Regions from separate parts of the Hordeum vulgare genome. Here region 1 is linked to region 2. The links are chromatin contacts, called in public Hi-C maps. All regions are on one chromosome and are shown on one strand. The core of a region is the stretch at or near the end of the contact, and the rest is flanking DNA. Distances in the headings are between cores, read along the strand shown.

The links. A called contact is a pair of places that touch in the nucleus more often than the background predicts.
Region 1: a Hi-C map of leaf shows a contact between it and region 2, with 2.8 times the contacts expected there. The contact joins the promoter of LOC123412308 here to the promoter of LOC123407279 in region 2. A contact is called at or near these places in 1 of 6 Hi-C or Micro-C datasets (leaf) and 1 of 1 datasets of contacts at active chromatin or transcription factors (embryo).

The regions. Positions count from the first base shown.
Region 1 is chr7H:154,109,362-154,114,477 of MorexV3_pseudomolecules_assembly, reverse strand. LOC123412308 (protein SAWADEE HOMEODOMAIN HOMOLOG 2-like) reads right to left here and starts at 3,604. Exons shown (of 7, transcript XM_045105263.1): 1 at 3,171-3,604; 2 at 2,865-3,027; 3 at 2,476-2,539; 4 at 2,209-2,260; 5 at 300-443. The coding sequence starts at 3,356.
Region 2 is chr7H:153,464,035-153,468,505 of MorexV3_pseudomolecules_assembly, reverse strand. It overlaps LOC123407279 (formate dehydrogenase, mitochondrial), which reads left to right and starts at 2,494. Exons shown (of 6, transcript XM_045100381.1): 1 at 2,494-2,667; 2 at 2,835-3,006; 3 at 3,702-4,242; 4 at 4,325-4,449. The coding sequence starts at 2,599.

The sequences.
Region 1 (5,116 bases), core at 2,355-4,854, 640 kb before region 2:
ACACAAACAAGAAATAGAGCCTATGAATTGTGCAGAACCTTGAGTGTCAACAAGGTTGAAATATATGAATCAATTATTATTCTTAAAAAGGACCAAATAAGTGACTTGGCTCAATAAACAACAGTAATCTGTTTGTCATGTGCACCACAGTCAAAACATAAACTTCGGAAGACCTAAGACCCAAGACTCTATCAGAGGACAATAAGTAACAGAAAGAAAGTAATCACGGAATAATAAAGTTAACGAGCAGAATTTTCAAGTGCTAAGTCAGGTGAATAGAAGTCGTTTAAGATGACTACCTGAAAACAAAGAATGAGATCCCCAGGAAGCACAGCAACACATTCTGCAGATTCACATGGAAGAGAACGCAGCCTCACACATTTACGAACATTAATCCATTCATCCTCCTCAGGTCCAAATCCAGAAAATCGAACTTTTACTTCCTGAAACACAAAAATCTAGTAACTGCAAGCACAGTTGGCGTAACACACAGGTAGTAAACCCACTGTGGAGAATGAGTGAGTCTTTTTTTTTCACTCTCAACTGTGAAAAACACAAATCACCCTTAAGACTGGTTTTGACAGTGATCGTTGCCGTGTTGGCAGCCCAATCATCATTTTATGTGAATCTTAGTAGCAGCTTGACAAGACACGTCAAGTCGTCAATTTGTTTCTCCCTTCTCAACCCTTACTCGGCTCACAAACCCCGCAGCCACATGTGTTACTGACTCAACGTCTTGTGCAACGCCACCAACCCTTGGGCGCCCATCAAACATGTTTGCCTTCCGCGCTTGCTACATACACTAGACTACACCTACAGTGGTTCACATCGCACGTCAACCACACACAGTTCCCCCAAGGTGATGTACAGACTGATTTGGATGCAAAGTGATTTCTGTACTATGGCTGTGCTTCTCCCTTTGGTGTGTGTGGAGTCAACCAAAAGTCTAAAACAATACTACTGCTGCTGCTGCTGTGATTCTCCATTAATAACTGGAAGAAGAAGTACTAGAATTATGACAAATCATCAAGCTTGGGCAAAGACATCAAGAAACAAACCTTTGGCAGCTAGTACGGAGGCGGTGGATAACTGGTAGTTAGCGCAGAGTTGGATGGATCAATTAGTTAATTTGGAAATTAACCCAGCATGGAAGCCTACGCTTTGCAGTTCGCATGCGTATGAGTCTGGGTCTTCTCTTGGGACAAGATTCTGGAGTAGGTGTGCTTGTTTGGCCACGCCCTGCAGCATAGTACAGGAGGGCTCTTTGGCTCAGAGACGCCCCTGCTTGTTGCTGGCTGTGTGGAAGAGAAGCAGCCAGGGTTTGATTATGGATGGCCCTTGCAGGGACAATGACAAAGTCCTGTGGAGCTGTCATGACGGTCACGTCTTTGATGTCCGGATCATGCCATCATGCTCATGGCAAGCAATTGGATGGCACACACAGTGTCGCGTGTAAGGATGTTATGTTGCATGTTCACACCATATCAAATCTCTAATATTTTCCCTATGCTGGCTATAGATCATGGGATTGGTAGAATGGGTGAGTAGGGGTCCATGGTGGCAATGCAGCTGAATTCGGTCGCTACATGACCAAACTGACATGAAAACCACTATTCTAATCTGATTCGCTTTAGTTCCTACAATTCAAGTGTGTAAATAGCATCGTGGTTCAGTATTCAAGATCGCTTCTCAGGATAATTGAAGGGGATGAATTAACTTACTTGTTTTACAAACTCTGACATGTCTACACTGCTATATAATCTTTAAAAGAAACATTAAATCTATGTATTTTGTTTTACATGTCAAAACACAGAGATGGTGAAAAGTAAATGTTATACCATCTAGTATCAGCTTCCCATGCCAGCCTAAAGTAGCAAATACACAAGGTTCTTGGAGTTGTGTTAACTGATCAGTACTTTATTAGTACCATCTTGTAAGGGTGTTGAGCAGGATGGAGTTATACGGTGCCGACTCACAGGACTTCTACAACACAAAGTTAGATAAGACGGGTGTTCAAAATGTTTGGACACCAACACAGATCCAGCTATAAGTGTTGGGGCAATCTAGGACACAATACCAACCAACTATAAATAGATGAGAACCGGAATCATCTCTAGTTTTAGTGCTGGTAAAGTGCTTCAACAAAGAATGGCAGAAATGAATTTAGTAAATCAATCATATTTAACAAAAAAAATATATGGCCATTACCGGGTCCCCCGTTTCAAAGAGCCTGTGGGACAGAAAGGCAGCAACATCATACCTGTAACAACAAAGACCGGTCATGCATATAAAACTAAAAGGTTTATGCAAGTAAACTGGATCAACGCTTAACCCCCACCACCACCACACACACAAACAGACACACAAACCAGCCCACACACGCACAAAAATAAATCAACATATACGCAAAAACAGACCACATGTGACATGAAAAGATACAAAAGATGAGAGGATGAAGTATGTATATCTGCATACCACGCGCCATCTCTAGCTGACTTTGCTTCAAACTCGGCCATGCCACCATCCGAAGCACTCTTTCCTGATTGGTAACGAAAATATCAATAATCCATAATCAACATGATACATGGTTCATGGCTGGTCGGTTGCAAAACTAAAGTTTTCTAAACGATGAACACTAAAATTGTTCTTATAGCAGCCAGCACCCAAACACAAGCCCTGGACACTCAGAGGCACCCCTACACTCAACATAACGAGCACAGCACTGGTGCATAAATTTTCTGCACCACCAAAGCAATACCGATATACCATCATCATTGTCATCTTAACCATCAGGGGGAATTACTATATGCTGTGGAAATGAACAGCATACGTAAATATCGAGTTATGGGCGTTCAAGCAGCCACCTGAGTGGGATCCGGGGTAGGAAGAGGATGACCCCTGAGCCCTGAAGGAGGCCGGGTGGTGCTCCTCGGCCCCCGTGGGCAGCATCTTCCCCTGCGGCGGCGGCGCGCCCCTGGGGGTCCTGGCCCGCTGCGAGTACCTCCGGTTCTGGAACCAGTTCCACACCTGCGCCGATCCACAAAATCCAACATACTTTTAGATCGGAAAATAAGACGGGCCCGTCTCGTATCGCCAAGGAAGGAAATAGGGTGGGGGGAACTAAATTCGAGCTCCGCGGACGGGGAGGGGGAAACCTAGTACGTACGTACCTGCTTGTACTGGACGGGGATCTTGCCGGTGCGGGAGGCGGAGGCGGTGAACTTCTCGGCGAGGCCCTGGATGACGCTGCGCTGCGGGATGGCGTTGTTGAGGTGACGCAGGTGCTCCTCCATCTCCGCCACCTCCGCGTGCGTGAACCGGAACGCTGGGCCCCCGCTGCTCGGCGGCCGCCCCATCCTCCTCCTCCGGCGCTGCCGCGGGTGGCGCGGTGAGGAGACTCGACGGGTAGATCGTCGGAGTGGAGCGGGGAACGGGGAGGGGGGAGGGAAGAGGTACGTTGCCGGTTCAGACAGGCGGCCGCTGAGCCTCCACGGGATCTCGCCTCTGTGTCTCCTGCTGTGCTGTGTGCCGCTGCCTGTGTTGGCCGCCCTTTTCTGCGGGTCTGGAATCTGATCCGAGTCACGAGGCCGACGCGACGCCCCCCTTCTGTCGCCTAGCTTTTTTTTTTTTAAGAAACGTTTACAGCCGGTCTGCTGCCGTCCCTGCATCGCTGCCGCCCGCATCGTCGGTGTCCGTCCCCGTCGATCGTCCGCATCACCGGTGCCCGTCCCCATCGGCCGTCAGATCCGTCGGTTCCAGCCTTCGCCTGTCGTCTTCGTCACGTGCTTTCATCATTGGGCTCGCGCGTATACAAGTGTTGTAACCGTCATCTAAAAAAGCTTCAACCATAGACAGAAAAAGCTTCAATCGGCTCTGCCCAGCAAGGAAAACTGTAACAGTACTTGCATTTTTCTACTACTGCCTAACTTTTTTGCTACATCCATCAAGGTGGACCTGCGACCTAGCGACGGCTATGAGGAATTTTTGCTGCAACCGTAGTTGCATTTTGCTATTGCCGATGAACTTTTTTGCTACATCCATCAAGACGGTGTTGCGACCTCGCGACGACGACGATGATTTTGCTGCAACCAAGTTTTTGCTGTATCCGTGGCCGAAATTTGCTACACCGCTGCTTATTTTTGCTATCATCGACGGTTTTTGCTGCATGACTCGATCGTTCAACAGGGCCTGTTCTGACGGCTCGCACGCGATCGACCGAAAGTTTTGCCCGGCGCGCCGGTGTAGATAGTGCCTTTATTTAGAGTTGCCTGCTTTTGTTGCTTGATTGCTTGTCACACGACGTACATGGGGTCATGAGTCTCGTGACTCAAAAATGCTACACCTACACATATGTAAACTTTTTCTCTAACACTCACTCTTATAAACGTACACATACATTCTATCCATGTGAGCATCTTAAAGATAGTGAGCGGACATATCATCTTGAGATTTATGAAGTCATCGTAGACGTCTCGCTGTCGACGGAAACGTTTTCTCCCACTGAATGCACATCGTCGAAAATCCTGAAATAAATTCAGGAATAATGCGAGCACCAGGACTTAAACCTTGATGGACTGAGATACCACTGTCATTCTAACCATCCAATCGTTCCGCCGAGGAGCTGTTGCTTCTTCTTGCATGGGTCCTCACGAGGTGGCTCGTCTTCTTCGTCATCCGAGCATTCCGCCGCCGCGGCGCGGTAGGCGTGCTCGAGTGTGCAGACGACATCTTCTCGTCGCAGGCGATGGTGATGACGCCGCTGCTCCCTGACATCTTGAGGACGTTGTAGCCATGGTGGGTCACTGCCATGAACTTGGCGAGAGCCGGGCACCCAAGGATCACGTTGTACGACAGGTGGAGGTGCACGACGTCGAAGACGATGATCTCAGTGTGGTAGTTCTTGCGCTCGCCGAAGGTGACTGGCTGACGCACCTGCCCGATGGGCACGGTGGACCCATCCATGACTCCTGAGAAGGGCTTGGTCGGCATGAGCTGTTCGTACGATAGCTGGAGTGTCTCGAAGGTCTCGACCGAGAGGACGTTGAGCCCCGCTCCACTGTCGATAAGGGTCTTGGTGACGAGGACGTTGCTGATGGTCAAGGTGCACATTATGGGG
Region 2 (4,471 bases), core at 1,245-3,744:
ACCACCATGCCGTTGTGCTGTTGGAGAATTCAGCTACCTCTTCGTCTCTCTTGCTGGATCAAGAAGGCGGAGATCCTCATCGAGCTGTATGTGTGCTGAACGCGGAGGTGTCATCCGTTCGACGCTAGATCGGGACGGATCATGGGACGCGGCGATTTGGATCGCGAAAATGTTCCACTACATCAACTCGTTTCTTAACGCTTCCTTCTTAGCGATCTACAAGGGTATGTGGATCCGATCTCCCTCCCGTAGATGGTCATCACCATGATAGGTCTTCGTGTGCGTAGGAATTTTTTTGTTTCCCATGCAACATTCCCCAACACTTTTCCATAAGCATGTATGACTATATATGAAATACATGCCTACATTATATTGATGAATTGGAGCTAGTTCTGTATCACCCTATGTTATGACTGTTGCATCATGAATGCCATCCGACATAATTATCCATCACCGATCCATTGCCTACGAGCTTTCCACATATTGATCCTTGCTAAGTTACTTTTCCGTTGCTATTGTTACAATCACTATGAAACTGCAACTCTCACGTTTGCCACTGTTACCGTTACTTTCATATTACTTTGCTACTAAATACTTTGCTGCAGATATTAAGTTTTTTAGGTGTGGTTGAATTGACAACTTAGCTGCTAATACTCGAGAATATTCTTTGGCTCCCCTTGAGTCGAATCAATAAATTTGGGTTGAATAATCTACCCTCGAAAACTGTTGCGATCCCCTATACTTATGGGTTATCAATGGCGGGGATCCGGCAGGCTCGGCGAAGGATTCAACAAGTGGCGTGGGGAGCAACTAGGGTTAGAGTTTGGGTGGAGGCGGCATAGAGGAAGGGGTCGGACGCGTGAGTGCGGGAGGAGGCGGCTAGGCTCTCTCCACAGGAGTGTCTCACCCTTGTCACTATTGGGTATTTTTTCCAAACAGGTAAATCTTAGAAATGCCCCCGACGGGCTTTGAGAATTACACGTGGTGGCATCCCAGTTTGACACTATTAATTGCTCCAACGTTTAATTTTAATCCGACGGCCATGATCTTTCACGCATGAGATCAAACGGACGACATGCGCCTAAAAATCAAGATGGACGGTCGGATGTGCCTGAGCTCTGAGAACGTCTGTAGCTTGCCTCGGTACTTATTTTTGGATAGGGACAATTACATTTGAGCCCCTAGTTGTGTCACACCCGTTTGATTTGCCCCTAGATTCAAAAAAACCTTCGTTTCTGTCCAAGCTTGTTTGCTCCACTTATGCTTTTGCCCTTTGACCCTTTGACCGTCACTTTGAAAACTTCATAACGAATTCGTACTAACTCAAAAAAGTTCAAACAAGATATCAAAATATTCAGAAAACATCACCTACATCTGAACGTCATTTACATCCATGAAAAACATGCTCAAAAGTCCACATCACAATTTGAGCTCATATGATGTTATCACAAATAGTAAAACCCAAAAAAAATTGAAAACAAATTCAAAAAATTATGATTTTTTTTAGTGGCGATTGCAAAGTTTCATCCGGGAATGAAATTTGTGGAAGTCGTGGCAAAAAAGAAACAAAATCAACACTCCAAAATGCTTTTGGTTTGGAGCATCAATTTGTTTTTTGTGCCACGACTTTCATGAATGTCATTTCCAGATGAAACTTTTCAATCACTCAACACATTTTCAATGTTTTTCATTAAAAAGATTCAGAATATTTTGAATTTGTTTTCTTTTTTTTTTGAATTTTACTATTCTTGGTGATATCATATGGACTTAAATTGAGATAGGGACTTTTCAACACTTTTGTCATGAATTTAAATAACATGCAAATATATGTAATGTTTTTCCAAACATTTTAATATCTTATTTGAATTTTTTTAGGTTAATATGCTTTCGTTATGAAGTTTTTAAAATGATGGTCAAACGGTCAAAGAACAAAAACATAAGAGGAACAAACGAGCTTGAATAGAAACGAGGGTTTTTTAAATTTAAGGGCAAATCAAACGGAATGTAATTGTCCCTTTTGGATACGCATTTGCAAAAAAATGGAGCTGGTGGCAAATGCTCCCAACCAGCACTCCCCCGCTCCGAGATCATGCACGCATGACTCACATAAACAATCCCCGAGGCGGCAAGAAATGTGCGTTCCCAGCGTGCTTCGGTTCGTTGATCCTTCACCACACCAGCCGCTAGCTAGCCGGACACGGCACTGATCACGGCATCTTCTCGCCCGCTTTTCCAGTAGACAACTACTGGCACTTTCATCGGCCCAAGTCATTTTCCAACCAGAACAGAAGCCAAAACAAACCACTATGCACACCACACACAGACACGTGGGGCATCAGCGAGAACCGGGCCCACAGGTCATCGTTGCCTTCACGCTTCCGTCCGGGACCACCACCGCCGCGCGGCGCAGGCAGCCCGTGCACGTGGGCGCCGAGGCGGTCCACCTGTCGGCGTGACGGCGCGGCGGCTTTATCTACCCGTCCCGTCCGGCCCTCACTCTGTGTGCCATCACTCCCATCGCTTCCCCTGCCTCGTCCGCCGTTCCCCGTGAGGTGATTGGCAGATTGCTTCTTCCTCCGCCGGGATCCCTCCGTCTCCATGGCCGCGATGTGGAGGGCCGCCGCGAGGCAGCTCGTCGACCGGGCGGTCGGATCCAGGGCCGCGCACGTACGTGGATGCCGTCCGCTCCTCGCCTCGTCCCCTTCTTTTTTTCGTGAAGTTTTTTTTTCGCTCGGTTTGCTTCCTGCAAGTTTCGGTTGCTGAAGAAGTGCCGCGGTTGGCTGGCGGGACTCTGAAGAATGCCGTGTTTTGATTTCTGTCTTCCCGTTCCGCAGACGTCTGCAGGCAGCAAGAAGATCGTCGGCGTGTTCTACCAGGCCGGCGAGTACGCCGACAAGAACCCCAACTTCGTCGGCTGCGTCGAGGGTGCCCTCGGCATACGCGACTGGCTCGAGTCCAAGGGGCACCACTACATTGTCACCGACGACAAGGAGGGGTTGAACAGCGGTCAGTACCCAGGATCATACCCAATTTTTCTCATGTTTTCAGTTTCCTACTATAATTTATTAGTACTCGCTCCGTTCCAAAATAAGTGACTCGTTTAGTATAAAGTTAGTACAAAGTTAAGTCACTTATTTTGGGACTGAGGGAGTATTTGTTAACGATTCTGTAAAGCAATTCATGTGCTTCTCTCTGTGAACAATTTGTGAATATATTGTACTATACATCAGATACAAATCTCAAAACGGTAAAGCGTAGTGAACTTGGCAGGACTTGTCAAAACACCTATGGAACTTGGCTGTGCAGTGTTTTACTGAACTGATATATCAATCCTGAATTATATTGGTTACTGTGTAGTCAGTAATGCTATGAGTATATCAGATAGACTACTCTGTTTTCGTTTTACTGATGACAGCTAAGAGTAATTTTCATCTGTTCCGTGTGAATTGTGAAAGGGGAGATTTGCTTCTTCTAGTTTGTATAGCAATTTCCCAAACTAACTGGAAGTATACACACCATGTCAGCTGTGCTGCAGGATCAATTCAAATGCCTATATATATTCCAATCTAGCTTATATGTTTGGACTTGTGTTAGTAAAATGAAATTAATATGATACTTATCTTCTTCGATGCTTTTATATCTCTGATTATTACTATCTGACTCTTAACGTGTGAATAAAATATTTCTGTTCTTGTCCCCAGAGCTGGAGAAGCACATTGAAGACATGCATGTCCTGATAACCACCCCATTCCACCCAGCCTATGTTACTGCAGAGAGGATCAAGAAGGCAAAGAACCTCGAGCTGCTTCTCACAGCTGGGATTGGCTCGGACCATATTGATTTGCCAGCTGCTGCTGCTGCAGGCTTGACTGTGGCAGAGGTCACTGGAAGTAACACCGTCTCTGTGGCAGAAGATGAGCTCATGCGCATCTTGATTCTGCTCAGGAACTTCTTGCCTGGCTATCAACAGGTCGTTAAAGGTGAATGGAATGTTGCAGGCATTGCCCATAGGGCTTATGATCTTGAGGGAAAGACCGTCGGAACTGTCGGGGCAGGTCGTATTGGCAGGCTCTTACTTCAGCGCCTGAAGCCCTTCAACTGCAACCTGCTCTACCATGACAGACTTCAGATCAACCCAGAGCTTGAGAAAGAAATTGGGGCGAAATTTGAAGAGGACCTGGATGCTATGCTTCCAAAGTGTGATGTCGTTGTGATCAACACACCTCTTACTGAGAAAACTAGGTTTCCATTCATCAGACTCGTTCTTTTCCATTATCTTATAATAATATACAGTTCTGTAAATTCTGTTTGGTCCTTCCTTCAGAGGCATGTTCAACAAAGAAAAGATTGCGAAGATGAAGAAAGGTGTAATCATTGTGAATAACGCTCGGGGCGCAATCATGGATACCCAGGCTGTTGCTGATGCTTGCTCCAGCGGTCACATTGCTGGTACCATCCTTTCACTCTTGCT